Linked DNA regions of Mus musculus: regions 1, 3 and 4 are each linked to region 2. Evidence: chromatin contacts called from public HiChIP or PLAC-seq and promoter capture Hi-C data. All regions are on one chromosome and are shown on one strand. Each heading gives the region's core, a stretch centred on a gene start, on an enhancer-like site or on the middle of the called end of the contact. The rest is flanking DNA. Distances are from core to core; before and after follow the strand shown.

The links. HiChIP or PLAC-seq counts read pairs in DNA pulled down with a chosen protein or histone mark. Capture Hi-C pulls out chosen DNA fragments and counts their contacts.
Region 1: a promoter capture Hi-C map of adipose tissue shows a contact between it and region 2. The contact joins the promoter of Syt2 here to the promoter of Kdm5b in region 2. A contact is called at or near these places in 2 of 39 promoter capture datasets (cranial neural crest and liver), 1 of 484 Hi-C or Micro-C datasets (nephron progenitors), 2 of 115 datasets of contacts at active chromatin or transcription factors (bone marrow-derived macrophages and embryonic stem cells) and 1 of 9 other capture datasets (adipose tissue).
Region 3: a FOXA1 HiChIP or PLAC-seq map of pancreatic cancer cells shows a contact between it and region 2. The contact joins the promoter of Ppfia4 here to the promoter of Kdm5b in region 2. A contact is called at or near these places in 7 of 39 promoter capture datasets (the HPC-7 cell line, cranial neural crest, embryonic stem cells and 4 more), 5 of 484 Hi-C or Micro-C datasets (CD8 T cells, centroblasts and embryonic stem cells), 6 of 115 datasets of contacts at active chromatin or transcription factors (the HPC-7 cell line, embryonic limb bud, embryonic stem cells and 1 more) and 3 of 9 other capture datasets (adipose tissue, liver and pancreatic islet).
Region 4: a contact with region 2 is called in an H3K4me3 HiChIP or PLAC-seq map of embryonic stem cells, with 20 read pairs. The contact joins the promoter of Mgat4f here to the promoter of Kdm5b in region 2. A contact is called at or near these places in 10 of 39 promoter capture datasets (3T3-L1-derived adipocytes, the HPC-7 cell line, embryonic stem cells and 4 more), 3 of 484 Hi-C or Micro-C datasets (the HPC-7 cell line, bone marrow-derived macrophages and embryonic stem cells), 6 of 115 datasets of contacts at active chromatin or transcription factors (bone marrow-derived macrophages, embryonic limb bud, embryonic stem cells and 2 more) and 3 of 9 other capture datasets (adipose tissue, liver and macrophages).

Annotation. Positions count from the first base shown.
Region 1 is chr1:134,707,232-134,710,625 of GRCm38.p6, reverse strand. It overlaps Syt2 (synaptotagmin II), which reads right to left and starts at 1,326. Exons shown (of 9, transcript NM_001355726.1): 1 at 1,202-1,326.
Region 2 is chr1:134,558,196-134,561,585 of GRCm38.p6, reverse strand. It overlaps Kdm5b (lysine (K)-specific demethylase 5B), which reads right to left and starts at 1,408. Exons shown (of 27, transcript NM_152895.2): 1 at 1,044-1,408. The coding sequence starts at 1,247. It also overlaps a transcript of Mgat4e not described here.
Region 3 is chr1:134,343,264-134,346,367 of GRCm38.p6, reverse strand. It overlaps Ppfia4 (protein tyrosine phosphatase, receptor type, f polypeptide (PTPRF), interacting protein (liprin), alpha 4), which reads left to right and starts at 1,652. Exons shown (of 29, transcript NM_001374777.1): 1 at 1,652-1,775. It overlaps Tmem183a (transmembrane protein 183A), which reads left to right. Exons shown (of 8, transcript NM_020588.2): 8 at 1-271.
Region 4 is chr1:134,384,346-134,387,878 of GRCm38.p6, reverse strand. It overlaps Mgat4f (MGAT4 family, member F), which reads right to left and starts at 1,939. Exons shown (of 4, transcript NM_173771.4): 1 at 1,652-1,939; 2 at 1-4. The coding sequence starts at 1,661.

The sequences.
Region 1 (3,394 bases), core at 77-2,576, 150 kb before region 2:
CTACATACTCAGGGGCTAGCCTTCTGTACCGTTTCCCCTTCAGTTGGGACAGGAGGTATCAGGATGGGAAAGACTCAGATCCTCGATGTGCCAAACCCCCATTTCCACGTCTGGAGACTAAGGCCTAGGAGAGTAAATGAGTTACTCAAGGTCAGCCAAAGGGGCAGAATGCCTTCTGATGCCCCCTGAGGTTCCAGGTTCTGAGTCTCACACTGTTGCCCTTCCAAGTGTGCACAGGGCTCTCTGCAGAGGCCAAGAATCAAAGGCAGTGAATTCCCAGGCACGGAACGCTTGGCAGACTTAGTCACGGACTCGGTTCACCGGACTGGACGGCCTTCCTCCTCCTCTTCCCCATCTCCCCACCATCACTCCTGTGTGGTGCACCACTCCCCTACATCAGACTGAGACTCCCAGAGGTACACCATTGGTCCAAGGTCACACAGCAAACCAGCAGAGCGCCACTGCCCACTCTCCCATCCGTGGCCGCTTGCCAGGATCCTTGAAAACCCCCATCCCTCCAATGCACAAAGCCACGGCACTGGTTGGAGAATGAAAAAGTTCTCGGGAGAGAACGGGGCACAAAACATGTCCGCAGATTCTGGTCTGGATAGACCAGGCCGAGGAGTGCCAGCACCCCCACTGCGCGCCACTCTGCGCCAGGGGGCTCCAAAGCTCCGAGCACATGGGATCCACCAACTCATTCTCACTGCAGCGGGGGCACGCAGGGTCCCCCACTCTCTCTCTCTCTCTCTCTCTCTCTCTCTCTCTCTCTCTCTCTCTCTCTCTCTGCACATGCTTCTCACCACACACCCACTGCATCCACCCTCCAGGGCACCTCTTCCTGGGATGAGCTGTGAGTGCCCTCGCTCCCTAGCTAGCTCCCTGTCCCAGTACAGAGCGCTATCCTGTGCTCAGCACTAGAACAGGTCTAGGTGGAGGGGTTCCTGGGATATTCAGGACATCTCCCCCGGGACAAAGAAGTGGATTTCGGGAGCCCGATCTCACCAAGGGCTGATCCTGCACTTAGTTTATGCCTCAGCAAGTGCTGAACCCTGAAAGTCATGGTCTCATTTGGTGATCCAGCCTCCCAGGGGTCCAACACCAGGCCCTGGAAAGCTGCTGGTGTCCTGGGTGTGGCCTCACTTGGGACTGCGGGACATGGGATGCCCTCGCAGGGCTCCCTGCCTGGGCTCCCTCTTACCCGGGGACGGTCCGGGAGCCGATTCGGCGTGGGCTGGTGCAGAAGGCAGCGGGAGTCTGCCGCCCCGAAGTCCAGGTCCCCTCTTCCCACTCCCGCGCCGGCCAGCGCTGCGGCTCTCCTCCCGCTCCCTCGCTCGCGCGCTCTGCAGTAGTAACAACCTGATCCGCTTCCCCCGCCCGCCAATTGAGATGCGCCTCACATCCGCCTGCACACGCGCGTGCGGCCCCTCGGAGGCGATCCCCGATCCAGATCCTGGATCTCGGGGAGCAGGGACCTGTCCTGGTAGCCCACACCCTGTTCTTGAGTCAGGACAGTCCGCGGAGGGTGGCTGAGAAGGGGCCGCCCCGGGAAGATGCTGCTTGGAGTCACCGGGCAGAGGGGTTTAGCCGCATGCGGTCATTTCAGAAGTTGCAGGCTGGGCGGCTCAGACCCCGGAACCGCATGGGGCTCCCCCCTGCCTCTGCGGAGAATCCCCACCACGCGCGCAGTGCCCTCCTACAACACTCCCCACCTGCCCCGCTTCTGCAAGCTTTTCCGGGAGCTTCTCGGCGCTCAAGAGTGGCTGGGGGAGGGGAATGAGAGAGGGGGACCTCCGCCTGACTGAACCGCAGGGGAGAGGAGAGAGGGGTGACGCGCTTCAGGGATACAGATTAAAGGCTTTCCTGAGTCAAGAGAAAAAAAGGGAGGGGGAACAAAAGGGGGACACCGAAGGGAGGAAAGGAGGGGAAGTGGTCCGGGGGCCACTGCACCAGGTCTCTGGAGGGTGGAGTCAGGACAGGGTGTGGGGTCTTTCCATAGGTAGCTATGGGAGGGGCGACGACACACGGAAGCTACCCGTAAAAGGGTTGTATCTTGGAGCCCTTCCTGCTTGCCCCAAATCTTGCTTTCTTCTTCTTGGGCAAGGGTTTCCACAAACCCTGAGTGGGGACACTGAGTAAGAGTGGCAGGGAGGCTTGAAACTATGGTGCCCCCTCATCCCCAGTGCCTTGGTCTGACCCTTGCGCCTCACCCTCGGTCCCCAACTCCCCTGCTGCTAAGACCTCAGCATCCCAGTCCCCAAGTGGAGTGTCCAGCTTACCCAGCCCAGCCCAGCCCACCTTTGCTCGTCTGGACTGGCTTGCTTGCTCCACCCTCTGCGGCAACACCTCTTTCTCTTTCCCTCCTGTTCTGTACACTCAAACAGGAATCAAGTTCAAGACCTGATGCAGGAAGTGATGAGGTGTGTGTGTGTGTGTGTGTGTGTGTGTGTGTGTGTGTGTGTTGTTGTTGTTGTTGTTGTTGTTGTTGTTGTTGTTGTTGTTGTTTTGTGTTTCCCATGGGCATACCTGGAAGAGACAGGAAATTACTAAACTACCATCAACCCCTTCTTCCTTCCCTCCCAGTCCTCACAGGCTGTAATGCTCCGGCAGGCAGCATGGCTGCTTTTTGTAGGGCTAGCGACTCAGTTTAGAATGGTGACTGCTTGCTGTAGGCCCGAGGCTACAGAAGAGCTGGTCTGGGGATTCCATGCAGCAGGGCTGGGCAGGAGCATGTCCCTGGACATCTGACAGGGGCTGCCCACAGTGCTGGGAAGGCTGTTCCCAGGTGTTCATTCTCCAGAGAGAAAGGGTGGCCTGGGGTCAAGAGCTCAAGGTCAGACTATAAGTAGTACTAGGAGTCTTCCCGTACCCATGCCTGCCCATGCCACCCCCAGATCTGAGAACTGCTCCCTGTGAGTGGGCAGGCTGAAGAAGTGTAAGGGGCCTGCTCCTCCACGGGGGTAACAGCACCCCTCTTTGATTTCCACCAATGAGGGAGGCTCAGTAGGTTGCATTCAGGTTAGACTGCAGGATTTCCTTTAGCTAAGCGTACCTAACAGCATCCTGCCTTAGGAGAACCCACACCTTCAGGATGGGAATGGGTAAATGTGATGATTCTCGGATGGATAAATGGGCACTACCACATGAATTGGAAGATGCCCTGGGCCTTCCTCAAAACTGCTGCCAGGCAGGAGGGTCTGAGGCAGAGATGGAGTCCGTCTATAAAGCTATGTCCACACTTTCTAGAAATACCTGTTATGTTCACAGACTGCCACCATGGGCCTGTCCCTTCCTGGGGTGGAGGGACAGTGGACTTCTATTGGTGGCATCTATGCAGATGGGGCAGGTCCTCTGAGAAAGGCATCTATAGTTGGCTCCCTTCCCTGGCAGGGGT
Region 2 (3,390 bases), core at 159-2,658:
CCGCGGACGTTGCAGCCGTTAGGGCCGTCTTGGGGACACCCCACCCCTCAGAGCCCCCCAAGCTCGAGGCGCTAGAGCCCCCGCCGGGAAGGCCGAGTAGGGAAAGCTAGGGACCAGGATGAAATCTCCAAGAGCTCGTCTGACATCTCCCCTACAAGCACAGCCTCTCCACCTCAGCCCCAGCCAGGCCTCCCCCCCCCCCCCGCGCCGGGAGCAAAGCAGTCCGGCCCCAAGTCCGTGTGGGAGCGTCCGCCAGGACCTGCGAGCATCAGGGCCCCCGCCGCTTGGCCTGCCCCCACCATCCTCAAAGTGTCGTCCCCCCACCCCGACCCTTGCACCCCCACCACCACTCAACCAGCCGCTCCAGACCGGCCCAGCGGCTCCTCCCCTCCCCCAGTAGCGCCGGCCGCCCCCTGGCCCAGCTCGCCCTGGGGACTCCCAGAGGCCGAGGGACCAGGTGGTGGTGGGGGACCCGGGTCCGGAGGGTGGGGCGCTCAGGTGAGGGCAGCTTCGGGCCGACGCCGCCACCACACAAAGGACCAGGGGCTCCCGCCGCCATATTGAAAACTTTCCTCCTCACACGACAACTCGCAAGTCCCCCACCCCCACCCATCACACACCCCCGCACCCCGAGAAGGAGGCGAGGACCAGCCACGGAGCCGTGCGGGCCCAGAGCCCTGCCTCCGCGCCCGCGTCTCAGCCGGGCTCGGGAGGACTCCCCAGCGACCACCCCGGCGGCTGCCAACCACTCCAGCCCGCACCGCTGCCGGGCGGTGCAGCGCACCAGCCCCCGGAGCCGCACCGACCTAGCCCCCTCCGGCCGCCCCGCCGGAGCCCGCGGTCCTCACGGCCCACATCCCACCCGGGACGGGGGCCCCCGCGCCTTCCTCCCACCGCCGCATCTCCGACCCTCGGAGCCACCCCAAACTTGACCGGGCCCGCGGGACGACCGCTCCCCGCCCCCGCGCCTCCGGCCTCCCGGGCCGCGCGTCCTCGCTCCCTCCCCCAGCCGCGAGCAGGATCCGGGGTGCTGGCTGACTCACCGGCGGCGGCCGCACCTTACAGATCCCAGTCTGCTCGGCTATGGGCCGGATCTTGTGGATGAAAGCGAAGGGGTCCGCGAACTCTTCCCAGCTCGGCTCGAAGACCGGACACTCGGGGGGAGGCAGGAACTCTCCCAGCGGGCCCGGGCCCCCGAGGGGCAGCGCCGGGCGCGGGCCTGGGGGCAGCGTGGTGGCCGGCTCCATCACCGCGACCTGGGCAGGGGCGAGCACAGGGCAGGCTCCGCAACCGCGGCAGCGAGCTCCGCTCCGTCCGAAACCCGTGCAGACGCACAGCTCGGGCGACAGGTCCGACTTCTACTAGCAACGGCAACACCTAGGGCTTTTTCAGCCTTCCTCCGACGACGTCTTGCCGCTACCCCACGCAGTGCTCCTCCGCCGCCACGGCGAGGAAAAAAGTCCCTGCTGCCACCCCGAGCCAGGTCTCGCCCCGCCCCCTAGCCGGGAGGGGCAGGGGCCTTCCGCCTGGGATGTTTATCCTTAATGCTTCAGTTAACCTCTGAAGTTTCAGAATTCTTCCTCTCAAGAAGTTAACAGTCTAGTAGGGAGAACAGAGTTACAATCCATCAATCACGTCATATATTTTGGCACGAAAGATTTGCTTAGTAAAACCCGAGAAGCAGAGTACTGAAATTGGAGGATTCTCCAGGTAGAGAAAACACCTTGAACACAAGGAGCAGCAAGGACAGACACATAGAGTAATGAGGAGAGCAATAACTCTTCGAGCACTTGCTTATCCTAGACACTGTGTAAAGTGCAAGTGCTTTTCGGGATTGTTTAGTCTGTGAGGGGATTAAGCATTTGACCAAATCCAACAGTTCAGTCTATTTACTGGAAAGTAGGGTTGTTGCACAGAAATCTACACATATACAAGGTTGGACTTGAGCAAAAGCATCTTGAAATAATCCAATCAAGGAATGATGGGGCCTAAATAAATTCAGCAGCGCTATAGGTTAAAGTGAAATTGTAGGAAATAAAAGTTAGACTAGGACGGGACCAGAAGAATAGCGTACTAAGGGTCTGACAGATGGCATCCCTGGGACAAGCATCCATGAGCATGTTCTAGGGAAGATGTATTCACCCCTGAACAGGCTGAGCCTGAGATGTCTCTGCTACAAAGATTTTCAACAGGCTAAAAGGTACAACAGGTCTGAAGGAAAGAAAGAGATCAGAGTGTTTCAGAGGAAGCAATGGAAGAGCTGAGAGGTTAAGTAACCATGAAATCCAAAGATGGGGGATGGCCCCAGAAAAAGTCAGGTCATAAGTAGAACTTGAACACAAACATAATTTCTTTTTTTTTTTTTTTGTTTTGTTTTTTCGAGACAGGGTTTCTCTGTATAGTCTTGGCTGTCCTGGAACTCACTTTGTAGACCAGGCTGGCCTCGAACTCAGAGATCCACCTGCCTCTGCCTCCCAAGTGCTGGGATTAAAGGCGTGTGCCACCACCGCCCGGCGATTTCTTTAATCTAGAAAGCAACCAAACTCGTGGAAAGACTGCCTGCCACTGTATAAGGAAGGATCAGTGGCTCCACAGCCCTCCCTTCAGAATAGACCATCACTCAGCCTCTGGGTTTAGATTTTAATAGGACTAATGTGACCTAGGCTGGCCTGGAACTCTCTACATAGCCAAAGATGACTCTGATCTCCTGATCATCCTCCTGCCTCTACCTCTTAAACGCTGGGATTACAGATATATCCTATCACACAGAGACCATGGTTCTTCAGCTTAAAAATGGAAAGAGTTAGAAGTTAGATGTGGTGGCGCACACCTTTAATCCTACACAAAGTTCCAGGCCAGCCAGACCTGCATAATGAGCTTCCGCATCAAAGACAGAGAGAGCCGGCTCAGCAGATTAAGGGCATTTGCTTCCGCCTTAGAGGATGTAAACTTAGTTTCCAGATCAATGCCCATCAGCTCCCAACTGCCTCTTCACCCCCAGCCTCAGAGGCTCTGATGTCTCTCCTGGCCCCTACAAGCAACACACACATTTTTTTTATTTTTTTATTATTTTCCTCATTTACATTTCAAATGCTATCCCAAAAGTCCCCTATACCCTCCCCCGCCCTGCTCCCCTACCCACCCACTCCCACTTCTTGGCCCTGGCATTCCCCTGTACTGGGGCATATAAAGTTTGCAAGACCAAGGGGCCTCTTTTCCCAATGATGGCCAACTAGGTCATCTTCTGATATATATGCAGCTAGAGACATGAGCTCTGGGGGTACTGGTTAGTTCATATTGTTCCACCTATAGGGTTGCAGACCCCTTCAGCTCAACACACATTTAAAAAATTTTTTTAAATATAAAAAATACAAAACATTTTTCAGTGAA
Region 3 (3,104 bases), core at 403-2,902, 220 kb after region 2:
GTCACTGGTTGAACAGATAGTGAGCCTGGGTCAATAAAAAGAACCACCAGAATTTGGGTACTTAATTAACAAAGCAAACAAAAACCCTAGGACAGTAAGCCTCCACAGATCTCTGCAGTCAGAAGCTGCCTAGAGGCAGAAGAAAAGAAGCACAGAGTCTGGAGTTCCCTGAACAAAAGATGCCATGGAGCAGGGGAAGTTGTCCTTGTGGATTGTGTGTCTCCCATTTAGGTTTACCCTGAGTGGGTGAAATAAATGTGGCTTAATTGTTTTCTGGCTCAACTTGTGAGTTTTTATGTCAAACTCCATGGTATGATGATAGATGCTATAGCCTCCCTTTGAAGTTCCTGCTGCCTCTGCTGTGGTCTTAGCACATTGCCAACACTTGGTAAAATGGTTCTTCATGGTTACCATGGCTGCAGTCTCCTCAGCATTGGCTGAGTTGCCTTTTCTGGCATTATTCATGTTTTGTTAATGGAAGGGTGTGAAGAGTCAAGGATTGCCTTTTTGTAAAAACTAGTCCACCTAGAGAACGACTGAAACTTGGTAGGCTCTGGGTTTAAAAACTGACTAATGTTTTTCACTTCTTGATGTATATATTCTTGTTCAGAGTGTCAGACAAATAACAGATTCAGCTCCTCTCAACCCCTATCAGAATTAATTTCCTTGCCATTTTCTAAAGATGAAAGGAAAATTGGATATATTGGGAGAGAGGGAATGAAAGGCTATGTTAACTGACCTCAGCTTCAGCCTTTATAGGACACTGTTGCAAGATGTGTATATATCTGTAACTGCCTATGTGCACATTGTATATAGAACAGTTCACTGCTGCTGGGTGGTGGCAGCACAGGCAGCCTGCAGAAGCAGGTGAATCTAGGAGATGGAGGCCAGCCTGGTCTACATAGTTCCGGAACAGCCAGGGCTGCACAGAAAAACCCTGTCTTAAAAACCTAAAAAGGGAGAAAAAAAAAAAAAAAAAAAAAAAACCAAACCCAAAACAGTTCTTCACACTCATAACAGTGCTTATGGGGTATCTGTGAAGGATTTGAGTAGGCACTGAAATGAAATTTCACAAACCAGATGGAAAAGATACATTAATAGCCACGGGGGCAGGGAAAGGGAACAATTCAGGAAAATCGGTTTAGCTAAAATTTGTCAGAATTTTGGCATTTGAGCATGTTTTCATAGGATGTATGTATCAGACAAACACTTCATTTTGTAGTAACAGCGTTAGGGCAGTCACATGCCCAAAAGCAAGTCACAATTCACTGAGGCACATACTACAATACAAGAGTATCTGGGTTTCCAGTTTCTCCACTTAAAAATATGTGAGCGAGAACAGGTGTGAAGGGCGACAGACGACTGGCCATTTAGGGAACAGACTAGACTTAGGAAGGTGAGTTCAACAGAGGAAAAGAGGGATGTGCTCTGCATTCCAAGTTTTAGGGCCAGAACATCTACCAGATTAAATGCTTGCCCTGCCCTCTCAGGCTCGACCAAGATGGCGCACAGCATCAAAGCAGCGCCCTTGTCACGTGCGAACCAGGGCTGGGGAGCGCCCGGGCGTGGGGGCGTGGCCTCGGGGGATATGGCCAGGCCCCGCCCTTAGGGGTGGGGCCAGGGTATCCGCGGAGGAAGGGGGCGGGTCCTTGAGGCCACGGTACTGGGCGGTGGAGGCTGCAGCTACCTTTGCAGGCTTGCCTCTAGGACGCCTCGCGCTGCCGAGGTCGGGGGCGGCGCCCTGCTACCGCTGGGCCTTCGGCGATTCCACGCAGGTGAGCACCCACAGCCACTCCGCGGGGAAGGATACCCCTTTTCCCAGCTCCAGCTCCCCTGAACAGTTTGAGGAGGAGTCTCTGTTAGTGCGCCTTGGGAAACAGCCTCTTCTGGTCTGGATGTATCTCTGCGGGGCGCGGAATTCGTTGCCCCTCGCCTTTGCTGTGCCCTGTGCCCTTGGGGATGAGGATGGGGGTCGATGCCCGTTTTGCAGGGAGGGCGTGGAGTTCGCCCTCAGCTCCATCCTCTCTCTGGGAGGGGGCAGCCGGGTGGACTGCGCCCCCTCATCCTCTCCAGGAGAGTCAGAGCAAAAGCGCCTCTGGGCTTGGGGGCCAACTCTGCTTCTTTGGGCGAGCGCTGGTGAGAGGCTGAAGTCTTCGATCTTCCCGGGGGTCTTCCTCCTTCCCGCATGCCTCTTTTCGCCCTTGGTTACTATCGCCAGCTCTGCATTCCTTCAACTGTCAGGCTGTACCAGAGATGCCCCCATCTCCGCAGTGCTGGGGCGGTGGGGTGGAAGGAATGGCCAGCCGAGGGCCTGGTTGGGGGTGGGGATGAGGGTGGGCGCAACAGGAAAAGAGGTTCGTAATAGAGATTACTGAACTGGGGTGGGGGTGGGAATGATAGGGTTGATTAGTGAACACAGTAGGGGTATTTCCCAGCACGGGTGTTGAGGGTTTTATGATTGGTAGGAAGGGAGGTTGGCCTGGAGGACTTGGAAATATGTTGTAGGTGGTTTCTCTGAGAAGGAGGAGGGATCTAGCACTAAGTGCCACTAGGTGCTGATGTCACCTTTGAGGAGAGATGTGTTGGAGAGGAGGAGAGTTGAGGCAGCTCCTCAGTACTTGTTCGTGGAGAGCAAGTGGTTAAGGGGGCTGTGCTTAGCCTGATGAGTCCCTCCTGGTGTGAGCTTAAGAAGGCTGTTCCAGGAGCCAGGTTTCAGGGACTCCCTGCAGTCCTTTCCAGACTTGTTGGAATTGGCTCTTAGTACTTTATTCAATATTGAGTAAACATTTATTGGGCACCTACTACATGCCAGACACCATACTAGAGAGATAGATACTTGCCTATCCAAAAGCTGTTAAAGGCCATGGAGCAGGTAGATGGTACCCGAAATAGGCACACATTCCCCTATATACATTTTAGTTATCCTGTTAGTGGAATGGCAGAAACAAAACAAAACAAAAAAGCCAACCGGATCTTAACCCACAGAATCCACACCTCTGTTAACTGGCCAGATAGTCTTTAGTAAAAATGACAGCTTGAATGGTTTATATTGGCTATTTTCTTAGATTTGGGGCTAAGATTTGAGGAGGCTTCTCAAGATAAAT
Region 4 (3,533 bases), core at 690-3,189, 170 kb after region 2:
GCAGCTGTGGAAGGAACGCGAGCAGCAGCAGATCCTGAGGGCCTCCTCAGAGAGCAGGGGTGCTCTTCCGGCTGGCATGCCACATCCCGAGCCCACCCTTCCTGGACTGAGCTTTCCCAATGCCTGATTATTGTCTTAACCTTTTCCTCCCAATTTTTCTCCTGCCCCTGCTTGTAGCCATCTCAGGAAAGACAACCAACAAGGGCTTGACTCTGTGACGCTCCTGCTTTCTGTATGCTCCCAGGTGAACTGGAAGGGATATGTTGCCAAGAAGACAATATGGAGGCTGTAGAGATGACACAGTAGGTAATAGCTCTTGCTACCAGCCCCATCCCTGGGACCTGTATGGTGGAAGGAGAGAACCAATTCCATTCTGTGCATGTGGCCATATATGTCTATACACAGACTTAAACAAATCTGGGTGACATGTAACATGACAGACTTCCCTACACTATCCTGCGATGTGAATTCTGTTCCCAAAGATCTTTGTTTACTCCCCTGGGAGGAATGCCCTGAGTAAGATGTTCCCTCCCTCCTCAGCAATGCAGCTTATTGTGCCCAAGACATTTTGTAAATCCCAATTTCCTATGAGGCATTCTGGATCCTGAGCATATCTGTGATAGCAATGAGAAACACTCAGTATGTTTGTCTTTGTTTCTCTGTGAGCTATTTGAAATAAAAGTTTCACAGAATGCCAGGAAAGGCACTAGCTTAGAGTCCTCTACTGTAGTGGGTAGCCTAGTGCTGCTTATTCTACTACTAATTTGGGGTCCCCAAGACTGGCTGCCCCTAGAGAGAGTCTTCACGTAAGATGCTGAGTGACCCTGCCCCCAAGTTATTTCTGATTGGTAAATAAAGATGCCAACAGTCAATAGCTGGGCAGAAGAGACATAGGTAGAGTTTAGGGTTTTGGGCTTGGAGTCTGAGGAGGACCATGAGGGAAGAGAGTGCAGGTGGAGGAAGAAGCCACCATGGGTTATGTGAGCCATAAGAACAAGACCCTGAGGGCTGGCCAACTGAAGTTAAGAACAGCCCAGATGGAACATAGTAAGTAATGATTCGGGGTTATCGATAGGAAAGTAGATTCTAATAGCATGGAGGGTAGGTATTCACCCAGCTATTGTGCTGTTTAAGGCTAATTATAAATAAAAAGGTTGCGTATGTCTTTTGTCTGGGAACTTAAATAGCCAAGGCTGGGTAGAAACCTCAGGGCAGGATTTAAATAATTATTACTACAACACTAGTTCTGCTGACTCTCCAATTCAACTTCAATTCCTTGGCAAAGGCCACTGGCAGGTTGTGATAGATACTTCTTTTATATATATGTATAGGTATTTTACCTGCATGTAAGTCTGTGGACTACATATGTGTCTGGTGCATGCAGAGGCCAGAAGAGGGTGTTGAATCCTCTGGAACTGTAGTTATAGACCATATATACATATTGTGAGCCACTGGGTGGGTGCTGGGAATGAAACCTGGGTCCCTTGGAAGAACAGCCAGCTCTCCTAACCACTAAGCCTGTCTAGTTCCCATAATAATTTGTTTTTAATGAAGAGGAAATTTAGGGTTAAGTATTAAATTCAAACCAACATCTTCTGGTAGGGGGTTAGTGATACATGAATTAGATCTCATCTCTCAAACCCATACTTACTTTTGGGCATTTTCCTTTCTGGGATTTTGTTAGGTAGATAGACAAGGTTTTGAATAAATACAGAAGGACTTGGCGTGCTTTCTTCATTGTGAACTGCTAGGATCCATAGAAACCTGAAAGAAACCAGAAATTCCTAAACAGGACCACATCATCATTATGTTTTGAGTGCAATTTCCATAGAAGTCTTTCTGGCTAGTAGAAAATGCTGCTTGAAGCTTAACTGGAATAAGGATTTTCTCTGAAAACAAGAAGAAAACAACTTAATGTTGAGGGATGCAGTCCCAGAGTGGCTTCTCTGAAGCTGCTAAGGCTAGTCACCCCTCCCAGGAAGCCCCACCTGACAACCATTGTTCAGCTTGAATGGGGACCATGTGTCAACCAGCCTTACATCAAACACCTCCTTGATGAGGTGAGGAGGAAACATAGTTTCAAAACCAGCCTTCAGTCTTGCTACTTGAAATTTGAGTATTGCCTGCTAGTTTGAGTCAACAAGTATGAATTCTGAGTTGTCCCTTTTTTATCAAAGGGCGCATGGGCTATTCACTGCCATCTGTGTCTTCAGTTGCTGCTCTGTGCAGCCTGGGAGATCACCACAAAATTGTTCTCAAATATCCAGTTGTTTTTTGTGCTTAGAAGTGTCCAGTGGCCTTCTGAAGTCCCCCCCCACCTCCCCCCCCCCTTTTTAATCTGTTCTTTATCACTACTGAGATTGTATTTCCAGTAGCATTGTTCCTTCTCCCTGTTGGGAATCTGAATGAAAATGTCCTCTATAGGTTTGTGTTCAAGTACTTAGTCCCCTGTTGGTGGAACTGTTTGGGAAGGATCAGGGGGTGTGGCCTTGATGGAGGAGGTGTGTCACTGGGGGGTGGGCTTTGAGGTTTCAAAACACTGGTGCCATCCTCACTGTCTCTGCTTTGTGGCTGTGTCTCAAGATGTGAGCACACAGCTACTGCTCTGGTGCCATGCCTGGAAACCTGTTGCCATGCTCCCTACCATGATGGTCATGGACTCTAACCCTCTAAAATGATAAGCCATTTCAGTGGTAGGCCAACAAAGTCTTTCTTCTATCAGTTGCCTTGGTCATGGTGTCTTATGACAGCAATAGAGTGTTGGTGCCGGCCAGTGGTTCACATGTCCGGGTTCGAGCCTGGAAGGCATCTTGGAATCTGGAAGAAAAGAGGGAGCCTAGGCGGGTTGGGAAATAATGGAACCAAGACATGCTAGTCTGTTCAAGGTTCAAATTTTTAATGGCGGACATGCTTTATAAAAGAGGGGGGAAAGTCCATCCCCACCAATTCATTCTTGGAGCCTGGAACCAGCTGCAGGTGATGATGTGCAGGATAGGGCGTAGTTTCCAGAATAGCTGGGGGGGGGGGGCTCTCAGCTGGTAGCAGTATCTTGAAGAGGAACAGCAGCAGCAGCAGAACAATAGAGTGATCCAGGGAGGAAGGCTCCACCCTAGATAATCACCTTAGTGGCTGCAAGGTCAAGTTCTGGCTTAGCCTGCTTCAGGCTTATGGGAGACTACAATAGAGAAGTAGCTAAGACACTCCTTATCCTCCTCCTCTTCCCGGCGTCCTCTTCTACTTCATCCTCCTCTTCTCTTCCTCCTTTTCCTTTTCTTCTACCTCATCCTCTTCCTCTTCTCCTCCTGGTCTTCCTCAAAAGAATCATTTTTACCTTCAGTCTTATAATTCATCTCAAAATACTTTATATGTATGGAATGAAGTAGGTGCCGAAGTTCTTTTTTGTTTGTTTGTTTTTTTTAAACAACTGATATCCCATTCTTCCAGTACCACTGTGGAAAGACTCTTTTTAAATTCGTGTAAATACCTATTAACTGAGTATGTTTGTGTCTCTTTCAGTTTCCCTGAACTATTTG